Regions from separate parts of the Sus scrofa genome. Here all the other regions are linked to region 3. The links are chromatin contacts, called in public Hi-C and promoter capture Hi-C maps. All regions are on one chromosome and are shown on one strand. The core of a region is the stretch at or near the end of the contact, and the rest is flanking DNA. Distances in the headings are between cores, read along the strand shown. Region 1 holds the start of AKIP1 (A-kinase-interacting protein 1). Region 2 overlaps TMEM9B (transmembrane protein 9B). Region 3 holds the start of RPL27A (60S ribosomal protein L27a).

What was found. Promoter capture Hi-C pulls out the DNA fragments that hold promoters and counts their contacts. Hi-C and Micro-C count contacts between places; a contact is called where the count stands out from the background.
Region 1: a promoter capture Hi-C map of liver shows a contact between it and region 3, with 4 times the contacts expected there. The contact joins the promoter of AKIP1 here to the promoter of RPL27A in region 3. A contact is called at or near these places in 1 of 5 promoter capture datasets (liver), 2 of 47 Hi-C or Micro-C datasets (embryonic fibroblasts and liver) and 2 of 2 datasets of contacts at active chromatin or transcription factors (alveolar macrophages and skeletal muscle).
Region 2: a contact with region 3 is called in a Hi-C map of subcutaneous adipose tissue, with 1.9 times the contacts expected there. The contact joins the enhancer-like site here to the promoter of RPL27A in region 3. A contact is called at or near these places in 2 of 5 promoter capture datasets (fetal liver and liver), 4 of 47 Hi-C or Micro-C datasets (embryonic fibroblasts, liver, skeletal muscle and 1 more) and 2 of 2 datasets of contacts at active chromatin or transcription factors (alveolar macrophages and skeletal muscle).

Annotation. Positions count from the first base shown.
Region 1 is chr9:536,297-539,761 of Sscrofa11.1, forward strand. AKIP1 (A-kinase-interacting protein 1) reads right to left here and starts at 1,468. Exons shown (of 6, transcript XM_013979076.2): 1 at 1,387-1,468; 2 at 942-1,169; 3 at 400-480. The coding sequence starts at 1,163.
Region 2 is chr9:498,215-501,918 of Sscrofa11.1, forward strand. The region is part of intron 6 of TMEM9B (transmembrane protein 9B); the gene reads left to right. Among named protein-coding and RNA genes, the nearest start is that of ASCL3, 18 kb to the right of the region's middle. Within about 2 kb of position 1,932, at least 22 of the 83 cell types and tissues checked have an H3K27ac peak or open chromatin away from gene starts, as enhancers often do. A contact at or near this core is called in skeletal muscle and subcutaneous adipose tissue, where this site is marked.
Region 3 is chr9:710,324-714,042 of Sscrofa11.1, forward strand. It overlaps RPL27A (60S ribosomal protein L27a), which reads right to left and starts at 2,087. Exons shown (of 5, transcript XM_003482496.4): 1 at 871-2,087; 2 at 443-506; 3 at 1-58. The coding sequence starts at 873. TRIM66 (tripartite motif-containing protein 66) reads left to right here and starts at 1,248. Exons shown (of 23, transcript XM_021062260.1): 1 at 1,248-1,372; 2 at 3,252-3,475. The coding sequence starts at 1,359.

The DNA of each region.
Region 1 (3,465 bases), core at 218-2,717, 170 kb before region 3:
CACTTGCAATTTAGAGCAAGCCTAATGATCTAAAAAACAAGCCAAAAACAAAGACGACTTTAGTGCAGTTCGAGGTTTTAAGAACCCCTAAAATTCAAACTTGTTTTGGAACTCAGCAAGTAGGCTCCCTCCCTCCCCTCCCCAGTCTGAAAACAACAGAGAGGGGAGAGCCTTTTTCTGGCTTGCTCAGTGCTGTACCCTCCTAACACTTATTATTTGCTGAGTGAATTCCAACCTGGATTTATGACCTGGTTTAAACCCTGGCTGATTACAACCTGCCCACCCAGGAGGGCAGGGTGAACAGGCAGTCGCCAGAGTCTGCCTAAACTCCACGACCATCTACTCTGTGACCCACCAGCAGGCAGCCCCGGGGCAAGGCTTTGGTTTACACCGACTTACCCCACACTGACTTGAGGTATAGTCCATGAATTCTGCCATTGTTCTGAAGGAAGCACTGAGGGTGGGGAGTCTTTCTTCTCTCTGTTTGAATAATAATAAGTAATAAACGACAAGTCACAGGTGAGATCTGCTATCCCCTACTGGAGAATGAAGTCATTTGGGGAATAGCTTCCTTTTTACTTTTGGAAAGACCCCTGCAAGTTGAAGTCAGTAAGAATTACATTACTGAGAAAGAATTCCCATTCTAAAAGGAATACATAGACGTGCAATTTTCCAATACAAAGATAGGTTTATCTAACACCAAAGGGTAGCATGTAAGAATTGTTTTAAAAGTAACCAATCAGGGCCGAGCACTAGCGGTCTCTCGCAGTATCCTAAAGCTACCCAATAGGAATCTGTCAAACGTCAAGCGTTTTCAAAGGGCTTTTCAGTTCACTGTTCTGTCCGCCAAGGACAGGCTCCCTCGGGCGCTTGTGTGTGCCGTGCCCTGGTTCCCGGTGCGGCGAATGAATGGGTTGGTCCCCCAGCACAGGAGCCCTCACCTCTCCCGGCAGCAGGCGCTGGGGGCCGGCTGCCAGCCCTCTTTCCCGGCAGGGCAGCTCCCGCGAAATAACCCCCACGCTGCCTTTGGGAAGCTCCACCGAACGCCAGTCCACGGCCCTCCTTCTGGCTCGCTCCAGCACTTCCCGAGCCAGCCTAGCCGAGCGCTGCAGGGAGCGTCGGTCCACCCCGTTCAGCGCCGCGGCCACCAGACAGCTCTCCATGTCCCCCTGGGTGGGCACAGACACACAAACACCGGCGGGTCGGCGGGCCGCCGGCACCCCGCTCCAGCTCGGAGTCGGACCCAGAGGGCCTCGACCTCCCCGGCGGCCACCGCCCCCGGCTCCGCCCAACGCGCTCTCCCGCGGGGGCAAAGTCGGCAGCGAGGGGTTGCTCGCGGAACCCGTCCATTTCCGCCCCCGCCTCCCGAGGCGCGGGAGCCCTCACCAGGCCAGCCTCCCAAGGCGCATGCGCTCAGCTCTAGGTTGGCGGTGGAGGGCGGGCACCTCAGAGCCCTGCGCCGGCGCAGCAGGCCATTGGCGGAGTGGGGGCGAGGGGCGTGGCCAGGGGCGGTGGAACGCGGCCAGCGCAGGACACGCCTCCTGCGTCCTGGCGTGGTTCCCGCGCGCGGGCTGCCGGGCCAACGGGCGGGGCGGGGCCTGTAGGGGGCGGGGCCTGGAGGCCGCGGGGCGGGTCTGGGCGGAGCCTGAGGCGGGGCCTGGGGGCGGCAGCTCAATGCAGCGCGCGGCCCTGGCCGCTGACTTCGCGTCGCTGGAGTTCTTGGGCCGCGACTTGGCCCTTAGAAGTGGTCTCCGCCGCTTAACGCCGGGCACTTGGTGAAAAGTCGGCTGGTCTCCCGTAGGGCTAGGAATTGTAGGGAAACACACGTGCCTCCAGGCACCTCTTAACACCTGGTCTGTATTTTGGGCGGTCGCTGCCCTAAAACCTACCCTGCTTGAGGCGACGGCTGGGGTCGGAGCCCTGCAGCTGCGCGTGGCCTTGCTGCCACGTGGCCTCTGGGGAAGGCGTGCGTCCGCCCGCGGCTGCAGCCGGGCCCTGCCTGGTGCTGGGGGTCTCCCGTGATCCGCCGGCCTCGGTGGGAAGCGTCCTCGCGCTTCTGGAGGCCTCTTTTCTTTAGCTTCACCTCAGCTTCCTCTACCTGCGCTTTTGCTGTTTCCTGCTTCCCTCTCACAGAAGGAGACGGAATGGAAGCCGTCCCTGTCCTTGCATAGTTTTCATCGCAGGAGTTTCCTCAAACTTGTCCTTTAATCGTTTGTTCGGGCGCCTGCTTTAGGACCTAGTCGTTACGAGCCCTGGGTTGGGAACACCCAGTCTGAAGAGCTGAGTTTGAATTCAGACTCCGCCGCTTTTGCTGTGTGATTCGGGGTGAACAACTTCTCTGAGCCTCGCTTTTCCTCACCTCTGTACCTGGGGATGCGGGGAGTACCCCTCTCCGCGGACGGTGAGCTGCTTGCGTTGTTCACTGCGTTAAAGTTGCATGTAGTGTTTTCTCAGTCCCGGAAGGGACTGCCTGGATTGGGTTGTTGAAAGGATTTTGTGAGAGAATTCCTGTAAAAGCCGCAGCACACTGCCTTGCAAAGAGTAAGTGCTGCATAGGTGTAGCGCTCCATTACCTGCCCGGGGCTGTCCTCCCAGCTTGGAGAACACAACCTATAAAGGAGGATAAAAAAAGAAGGAATAATGCACATAAACTCTGTCATGCTAGGAACAAAATATTAAGATTTTGTTCATAAGCTGTTTGCCATAAGATTGACAGAGATGCCGTGCTTTGAAGCTCAGGGGAGAAATAGATACTGCTCAGCTGGGGAGTCAAGACGGGCTTTGCAGAAGGAAGCATTTGAGCTAAGCCTTGACGGATGGCCTAGGGATAAACAGGAAAAGGGGTAGTTAAGATACCCGTTAACTGCTCTTCTAATGAGTGTAGTTAGGGGTGATATAGAATTTGTCTTTTATTGTTTATGGATTGCAAGATCCTGGCTGTGTAACTGTTAGCTGTGTCTGTGTAACCAAGAGGGGACTGCTTACCTATTCTATACCTCAGTTTTATCATCTCTACAGTGGGAATAACAATACATTCCTCATAGGGTAGTTGTGAGGGTCAAAGAAGTTGATATCAGTAAGGTAGGACTTGGTGCATAGTAAATGCTCAGTGAACATTAGCTGGTATTATTATCTTCATCACACTTCAGCCTCGTCTCCCAGTAGGCCCTCATATGTCTGATACTATGTCCACACTGCCATCCCCTTGACTCTTTTTACCAGGATTATATTTCTACTCCTCACCCCCACTTCCATTCCACATGAAGCATTATCTATCTATTTTTTTTTCTTTTTTTGGCCACCTTGTGGCATATGGAGTTCCTGGGCCAGGGATCAGATCCAAGCCATAGCTGCGAACTAAGCCACAGCTGCGGCAATGCCAGATCCTTAACCCACTGTACCAGGCTGGGGATGGAACCTGTGACGCAGCACTCCCAAGACGCCATCTATCCTGTAGTGCCACAG
Region 2 (3,704 bases), core at 682-3,181, 210 kb before region 3:
TCTGAAGATGTCCGATGCAAATGTATCTGTCCTCCCTATAAAGAGAATTCTGGTTATATTTATAATAAGAACATATCCCAGAAGGACTGGTAAGTATTCTGGATAACGGAATCACCGGTCACATTTCCTTAACAGTGGTCGTCACTGTTAGTGCTGGCTGTGCACCCACTGTATTGTCTTCTTTTTGAAGTATTTCTTTTTAAGCAAATGTGTTGAATTCCATTTCTTTCTTCCTCCCTCCCTTTCTTTTCTTTCTTTCTCTGCACCCGGGCATATGGAAGTTTCCAGGCTAGGGGTTGAAGCTGAGCTGCAGCTGCCAACCTACACCACAGCCACATCCATGCCAGATCCCAGCTGCATCTGCTACCTACACCACAGCCCAGGGCAACGCCAGATCAGCAAGGCCAGGGATTGAACCCACGTCCTCATGGATACTAGGCAGGTTCGTAACCCTCTGAGCCACAACAGGAACTCCATGAATTATGTTCCTGTTTGACAAAGTGGGAGTGAGGCCCCGAGTGCAGAAAGTAAGCCTAAACAAATGTAGCCAAAAGTCCAAGCCCCAGGCAGGCAGGCTTTCTACCTTAGGATGGGGCTGAGTTTGTGGCACCTGAACTACCAAGAGCTACCCTTCTGTGTCCCCTTAAATGGCGGTCCTCCCTCCTGCTTCTCCGTGGTAGGTAAGCAAGCCTCATTTATCTGGGTTATAATTTTCACAGCTTGTAGGCCTCGATGATGTGTTGTCAACATAGGAGACTATCTTTAAAACTGTTAAAAGACTCAGGAAGGAGCGGGAATGTGCCATGTGTATCGGAGTTTACCACTTGGTGTGCCAAGAATAGGTTCTAGGTGTGCCAAGTCACTGTTCCCTTGAGGCCTTGGCGCATAATCAGGGAGGCAACGGGCTCCCGACTGGCTGTACAACCACCGGCAGCCTTCTCCGTTGATCCCAGTGGGCTTTACAAATGAGGCCTTTTTCTACACGTGCCATGAAACAGTCGAGAAGCCGTTCTGTAGCAGGACAGATGGGTTCCTTCCCCTGGACCGGGACGCTTTATGGTTTGTAACGGAAGGTCGCTGGGATTGGCATGGACGAAAAAGAGCTCCAAACGTGCCATCGCGATACACCCGATTTCACAGCCGAGTGGCCCTGGATGTTTGAAAGCAGAATTAAATTCATTCAGTTACAATATCCCAAGCTGACGGAAAAAGAAGAGGCAGCCTTTGAGCGTGTGTAGCTTGTCCGATGCTGCTGCTGCCCTCCCCCTGATAGGCATCCGGGTTCAATCCGATATTTGATAAGCGGGCGCTTCAGACCCTCTTCTGAGCATCTGTGTTGCCCTTTAAATTGTCTCTTATTACAAAGTGATTTAGCTATTCTTAGAGGTTTTGTATCAGCAAGTTACTTTATGTGAAAAGAAAGCTCAAATAAGGTATTCCTGTAAATTTCTCAAGTGTCTTGAGCACTTACGATCCGTTTCTTCACCTGAACGGCAAGCGACCTCTGTGTTCCAGCTCTCAGCACCCGTCTTTCCACTGAGTTTTTGTTGTTCCGGAGCACAGATACCCACGTGTCATTTGTTCCTGGTTCCTGGTGAGAACAGGGAGCTTGGGGGTCAGCAGCTGAAACAAGGCTTGCTCTGGGGGCTTCCTCGCGCTCTCCGCGCCTCCCTCCTGCAGATGCGCCTTTTAGGTTTGGGAGAGTTTCCCAGACGCAGCCGAGGGTTCCTCACCGACTTTAGGAGGCAGGGCAAGTTGCGACTCTGAGCCGCTGGGGTGCTTTCCCCTTCTCCATTCTGTTCGGTGATGAGCTTTCCTTCCTCACTGACTCGCTGAGTAACCAGAGAAAACTTGGGCTTCTCTGGCTGCGGGTGGGTGGGATTGAGAGCGGCTCACGTCCTCCCTCGGCGCTAGGGGGCGGTGTTGCCCGGTTCCTGGAGGTTCTGTGTTTACCGTGACCCGCAGCGGAGCCACCCTTCCTGCCTCTCCTCTACCTGACGGCTCGCAGGGTCGCCTGGCTGGGACGCGATGTTTGCGCCTCAGGGAACCCTCGATGCTAACACACTCGCACGTAGAGTCCCAAGTCACTGCTACGTATTGTCACTAGGGCTTCTGATGCTGAAGTAGGAGTTACATAGGCGATGAGCCTCGTTTTTCTGAGGTTCCAGAGAGAAAGAGGGGGGCCATCCTCGGCAGCAGGAGCCCTGGCTTCCGGTCCTTCTGGCTGTTGTGTGCTCTGTGGCCTCGCGCAGGAGACGGCAGGGCTGGGTGCCCCTGTGACTCTGAGCGAGATGCCCCTGCAATGCCCGCGTTACGCCTGCATCCGGCTGGATGTGCTCCTGATCTTCTCTGTGTTTGGAACAAATGTCACACACTTGGATTGTGTGAGTTGTGGGAACGTCCTCTTGTTTGAAATTCTGCCAGACTTGTTTTTTCGTTACTACCTTTGTTAAAATTAAGTCACCCATGAAGGAAAACCGAACTTCTATCATTCATGCCGTGTTGGGTGTTCTTTCCTCTGCCACAGCTCAGAGGGAACAGAGCAAGAACAGGGCAAAGGGAGAGGGTCAGCTGGAGTGCTGGGCGCCCCAGGAGGCGGGTGGCGTGAGGCGGGATTGGCTCTAGCAGAGCTCCTCAGGCAGCCAGAAATGCCCAAGGAGGCCGGGCAGAAGGGAAGGAAATTGCCCAGCAGCTGCGGGAGGACAGGAAAGCTTTGCCTGCTTTGCCGAAGGTGGTCAGAGTAGTGGGCTCTTAACAGCTGGGAGAGTAAGAGTTTATTTATTTTAAATTTTTTATTATAGTTGATTTACAGTGTTGTGCCAGCGCCTGCTGTACAGCATAGTAACCCAGTTACACATACACGATACACATGTTTTCTCACATTATTCCTCCATCCTGTTCCATCACAAGTGATCAGACTCAGTTTCTTGGGCTCTACAGCAGAATCTCGTTGCTTATCCACTCCAAATGCAATAGAATTTAATGTCCTCGAATTGACAGATCTGGGGGAAAAGACTTTTTTGGATAGAATTGCTTTTTCATAAATCACAAATACATGGCCTGAAAAGTGGGGGGGAAATAAACATCCAACGACAAGAACTTTCAGCCTTTTATTATTTTTTATGTACTGTTTGCAGTTAATCAGTCTTCATTTTAAAATAGTTTTGTTGTCTGAACCCTACTTCTCCATGTTTTTTAAATAGACTCTTGCTCATTAAAAAGTGATTGTTTCTTACTCTGGTGTTCGGTTTTCAGAGTTGCATGACCTCCCGGCCGGGAGGTGTGATTAGCCATCCGCATACCACGCCGTGGCGGGGGCAGTGTCAGTCAGTCGACAAGTGTTTGAACAATGCCCCAGGTCCGTCATTTGAAGCAGTGTTACTGCCAAATGAACAGGTCTGAGTATGACTGATCTGCTGCTAAGTAGTTTTCAATCCCATCTGGGATCTTTCAGGTACATTTTTAACTATAAATGTAGCACTTTTTTTTTTTTTTTTTTTGGCTGCCTACCCCCAGCACATGGCTGTTCCCAGGCCAGGGACTGAACCTCTATCACAGGAGCAACCCGGATCAGCTCAGTGACAACACTGGGTACTTAATCCATGGTACCACAAGGGAACTCCTAAATATAGCACTTTTGTGAACAGTTTGCTGGATGCGGGTCTTTATGGTTTCTTAGACTGTTAAATCTCACCCAGTTGCTA
Region 3 (3,719 bases), core at 837-3,336:
CTGTGGTGATGCATGCCACCCGCATTGCCCCGGCCTCCTGGGTGCTTCCGGTGTTTGCCTGCAGGAGCACACAGCTACATGGCCAACGGTCTCCTCCGAGCGCTTGCAAAAGCGCGCCCGTGCTTCTGTGCCTTTGCTTAGGCTGTTAGCAACCGGCAACACTATCCCTCTAGGCTCCAGGCTAAACACTGCGAAGCAAGGCTTCCCGTCGCAACACTAACGCGGTAATAACTGGCCTTCAACCAATTCAAGACTGAGCCCCGCTCAATCTGCAGGCCCCCAAATGATATCAAATCCTCTCAAAGCGGAGGGTTTTCAGAGAAAAGGCCAACGGCTAACGATCAAGTTCGACGGGCTCCACCGCACAAAGCTTCACCCACCTCTCTAAGCTCATCTGCCGGGGACAGCCCGAGGCCGGCCAGGACGGGAAACCGGCACTTACCGATGCGGCCGTGGCCGTGGCTCACGTGGCCGCGGAGTTTCCGGGTCTTCCTTAGTCTGGACGGCTGTGTGGGAAAAGGTGCCCGGGGTGAGGCCCTGGGAGGTGGGGCGGGGGCCACGCTTGCCAGCCTGGGAAGGGGCTGGGGCGGGGGTCTGCTCTGCGGCGCCTTCAGCGAAGCTGAACCAGGCTGATCACCGCCTGGTTCTCATCAGGGAGGCGCCCGGGTCCGCGTGTCTCAGGAATCCGGACTCCGGGAAGAACACGCGGCCCCAGGCTCCCCGCCCCGTCCCGGCCGCCCCGGCCGGCGGCCGGACGTGAGCGGCCTGGAGGATGAGGCCAAAGGCGGGAGCAGGTGGCTGGGGGAGCAGGTGAGCAAAGCTCGCGGCCTAGGGTAGCAACCACACGGGCGGACCAGGACAATCACCTACCATGTCGGCGGCCGCGACGCAAGAGGAAGGCCTCGGCAAAGTCTCGCGAGCTATCGGGCCCAGGGGCGGAGCCCACGCCTCACTTCCGGCTCGGGGGGCGGGGCCTGCGAGGGCGCGGATCTCGCGCGATTACAGGTCTTGCCGTTTTCGCATCCGGGGGTTGAGCTCGCCATCGCAGAGCTGTTCCGGGGGCGGCGGCGGGGCCGGGAGCCCTGCGCGGTGCAGTGAGTGCGCTGGCGCTCGCAGGCTGAGCTCTGCCGCCGGGGGCGGGGCTTGAGGGCTGCGGTGCGCGCCGCGGGCGGGAAAGCCGCCGGGGCCGCCGGTCTCAGCTCCCCGCCGACCGCCGCAGCCCTGAGCAGTCCCGCGGGTCTCGCTCTGGTTTTGGTGGCTGGCTCGGGCCGGGCGTAGCGGCCGCTTGGCTTGTCCCCTGGCCGCGTGAGGAGCCACTTTTGGCCTTCGGTGCCCACCGGGTCCTCACCCCGCGGCGTATGGAGCGTCCCAGGTCAGGGGTAGTCGGAGCTGTGGCCGCCAGCCTGCACCACGGCCGCAGCAAGGCCGGCCTTTAACCCGCTGAGCGGGCCCAGGGCCGAACCCGCGTCCTCACGGACGCCAGTCGGGTTCGTTAGCCTCGCTCTGGTCCTTTTAGGCTCCGTTTTTGATGTCTCGCCCACCTTCCCGGGCCTGCGCGCCCACGCTCTCGGTCTTCCTCGCTCCTTCGCCCTTGTGCCTGGTCCTGGCCTTGTCCTCGCTTTGAACAGCCTCAGTTCAGGGACCTCTGCGCTTGCTCGCGTTAAGGTCCTGTACTCTCCAGACCCTGTAGATTTTCCGCCGCTCTCTTGTAATTTTCACTGGCACCTACTGGGCGCGCCTGTGAGCCCCTCCTCTTCTGGACAGAGAACCCCCGCTCAGTCTGGACCCAAAGTGAGCGTCCCCTCTTGGAAAACTGACCCATCCGGTCACGGTTGCTCACATGCCCCCACTGGGCCTCCTCAAAAATCTAGGGCGTGGCTCTTAGAGAATCTTGATCTGCGTTTGTCTTTCCTGCTGGACCAAACTCCTCAAAGACTGGAGGATTATTTTCTTTTTATCCATGTACTCCCAGCTCCCGGCATGTAGTACATGTTCAACAAATGATCGTTAACTAAAGTGGAGGGGGCACCCTTCCCGTGTTAAGTCTCAACCAGTGTTCAGGATCACAGTCCATCAGTTAGTCTGTGTGTGTGTGTGTGGTTTCTGTGCCATGTTCTGTAAAGCTAAAATACTGCTTAGCTAAAATATCCTAAATTCTCCCTGTCTCTCTTTCCTACCCTTGCTCCTTCCTTTTCAGCCAAGTTCACCCAAAGAGCAGTCAACAAATCCTGTGCATTTGCTAGTTTCCTGTTCATCCTTTAATCCATCACAGTCTAGCCCTCAGTCCCATTATTGTAATTAAAGTGCTCCTACCAAAGTCATCAATTAACCAAACTCCAAACTGCATGGACTCTTCTCCATAGCACTTGTACTCTGTCTTAACCCATTTGACTTCTTTTTCTAGAGCACCTCTTGCATTCTTCCTACCAGTCTTCCTTTCAGGTTCTTCTGCCTTTGTCCACCGTTTAACTGTTGGTATTCTTCAGCCGTCTGTGCTTGCCCCTGTTAAGGTTTCGTAGGATGCCGTCTCTCCGGCGAGCTCATCTTGGGTGGCTTCCGTCTTCATCTGTGTTGCTGACTCCACAGTCGTATTCACTTAATTACGGGCTAGTTTCCCTCCGACATTCCGAGGGATGTCAGGGAGACGGAAAAAATTATCCTGAGCATCCTTTTCTCTGACACGCTGTCACCAAGTCCTTTTTTAGCCCTCCTGGCACTCCTTCGTGAAGGCCCTTCTCACATCGCTTCTCTGGGGTTCAGCGCCCTCCTGTGATCACCCTGCCTGCACTCCCCCCTCCAGCCCCTCCGTCCTTCACGCCTCTGCCAGGTTCATCTTCCCCAGCCACGACTCTCATGCTTTCACTTACTTCATCAACAAGTTCAGGAGCCCCAGCTGGCCCCAGAGAACAGCGCAGACTCCCCTCCACTTTCCGACACAGGTTTTCTACTGCAGCCAAACTTGAGCCATCCCTGCTGCCCTTCCTCCTGTGAGGTCCTGTTTCTCATGCCAGCTATACTCCCCCTCCTGACCGGAGGTCCTGAAGCTTCCTCTCCTTCTTCAGAGACCCACCTTATCCCCTCCCAGTGCCCAGCTATAATAGCCGAACACAGGCTGCAGTTTCCAGAGTGCATGTGCCTCAGGGGTCCGCACCCCCAGCCCCGGGTGCAGGGCACCGAGGCCCAGCAGGTTGCCTGGCTGCCAGGCGCCAGGGCTGCTGAGACAGAGCCGGGCCTGGTCTCTGTCCCTCCAGGTCTCCTGCCCTTTCCTCAGTGACCACACGCCCTCTGACCTCACAGTGCTGGGGCCTTCATCGGGCCTGGAGCCCTTCGTCCCATGCTGCCTGTCGCCAGCAGAAAGAGGGGCCTGGGGCGTCGGGGGCAAGGCCTGAGAAGAGGTCACCCTCCATCCGGCATCAGGAGCGGCCCGTGCGTGCGCGAGCGGTGAGCGGAGCTCCCTGGACACGGCCCCGAGGAGGTGAGCCGGGCAGAGCGTGGGCAAGGAAAGGTCACCCCCGGTGTCCAGCACGGAGGGGCTGCAGCCAGGACCAGGGCTGCAGGGGCCGGGGGCCGGGGCTCTGCCGCAGGGGCGTCGGCCGGCTGGCTTCTCGGCGCGCGGGCCCGTCCTCTGCCGACCAGCGCCCCGCGTCGGGTTCTGGGCTCGCTTGACCTTCGTCTCCTCGGCGGCTTGACCTCGGGCCAGGGAAGCGCCCTGGACGGCT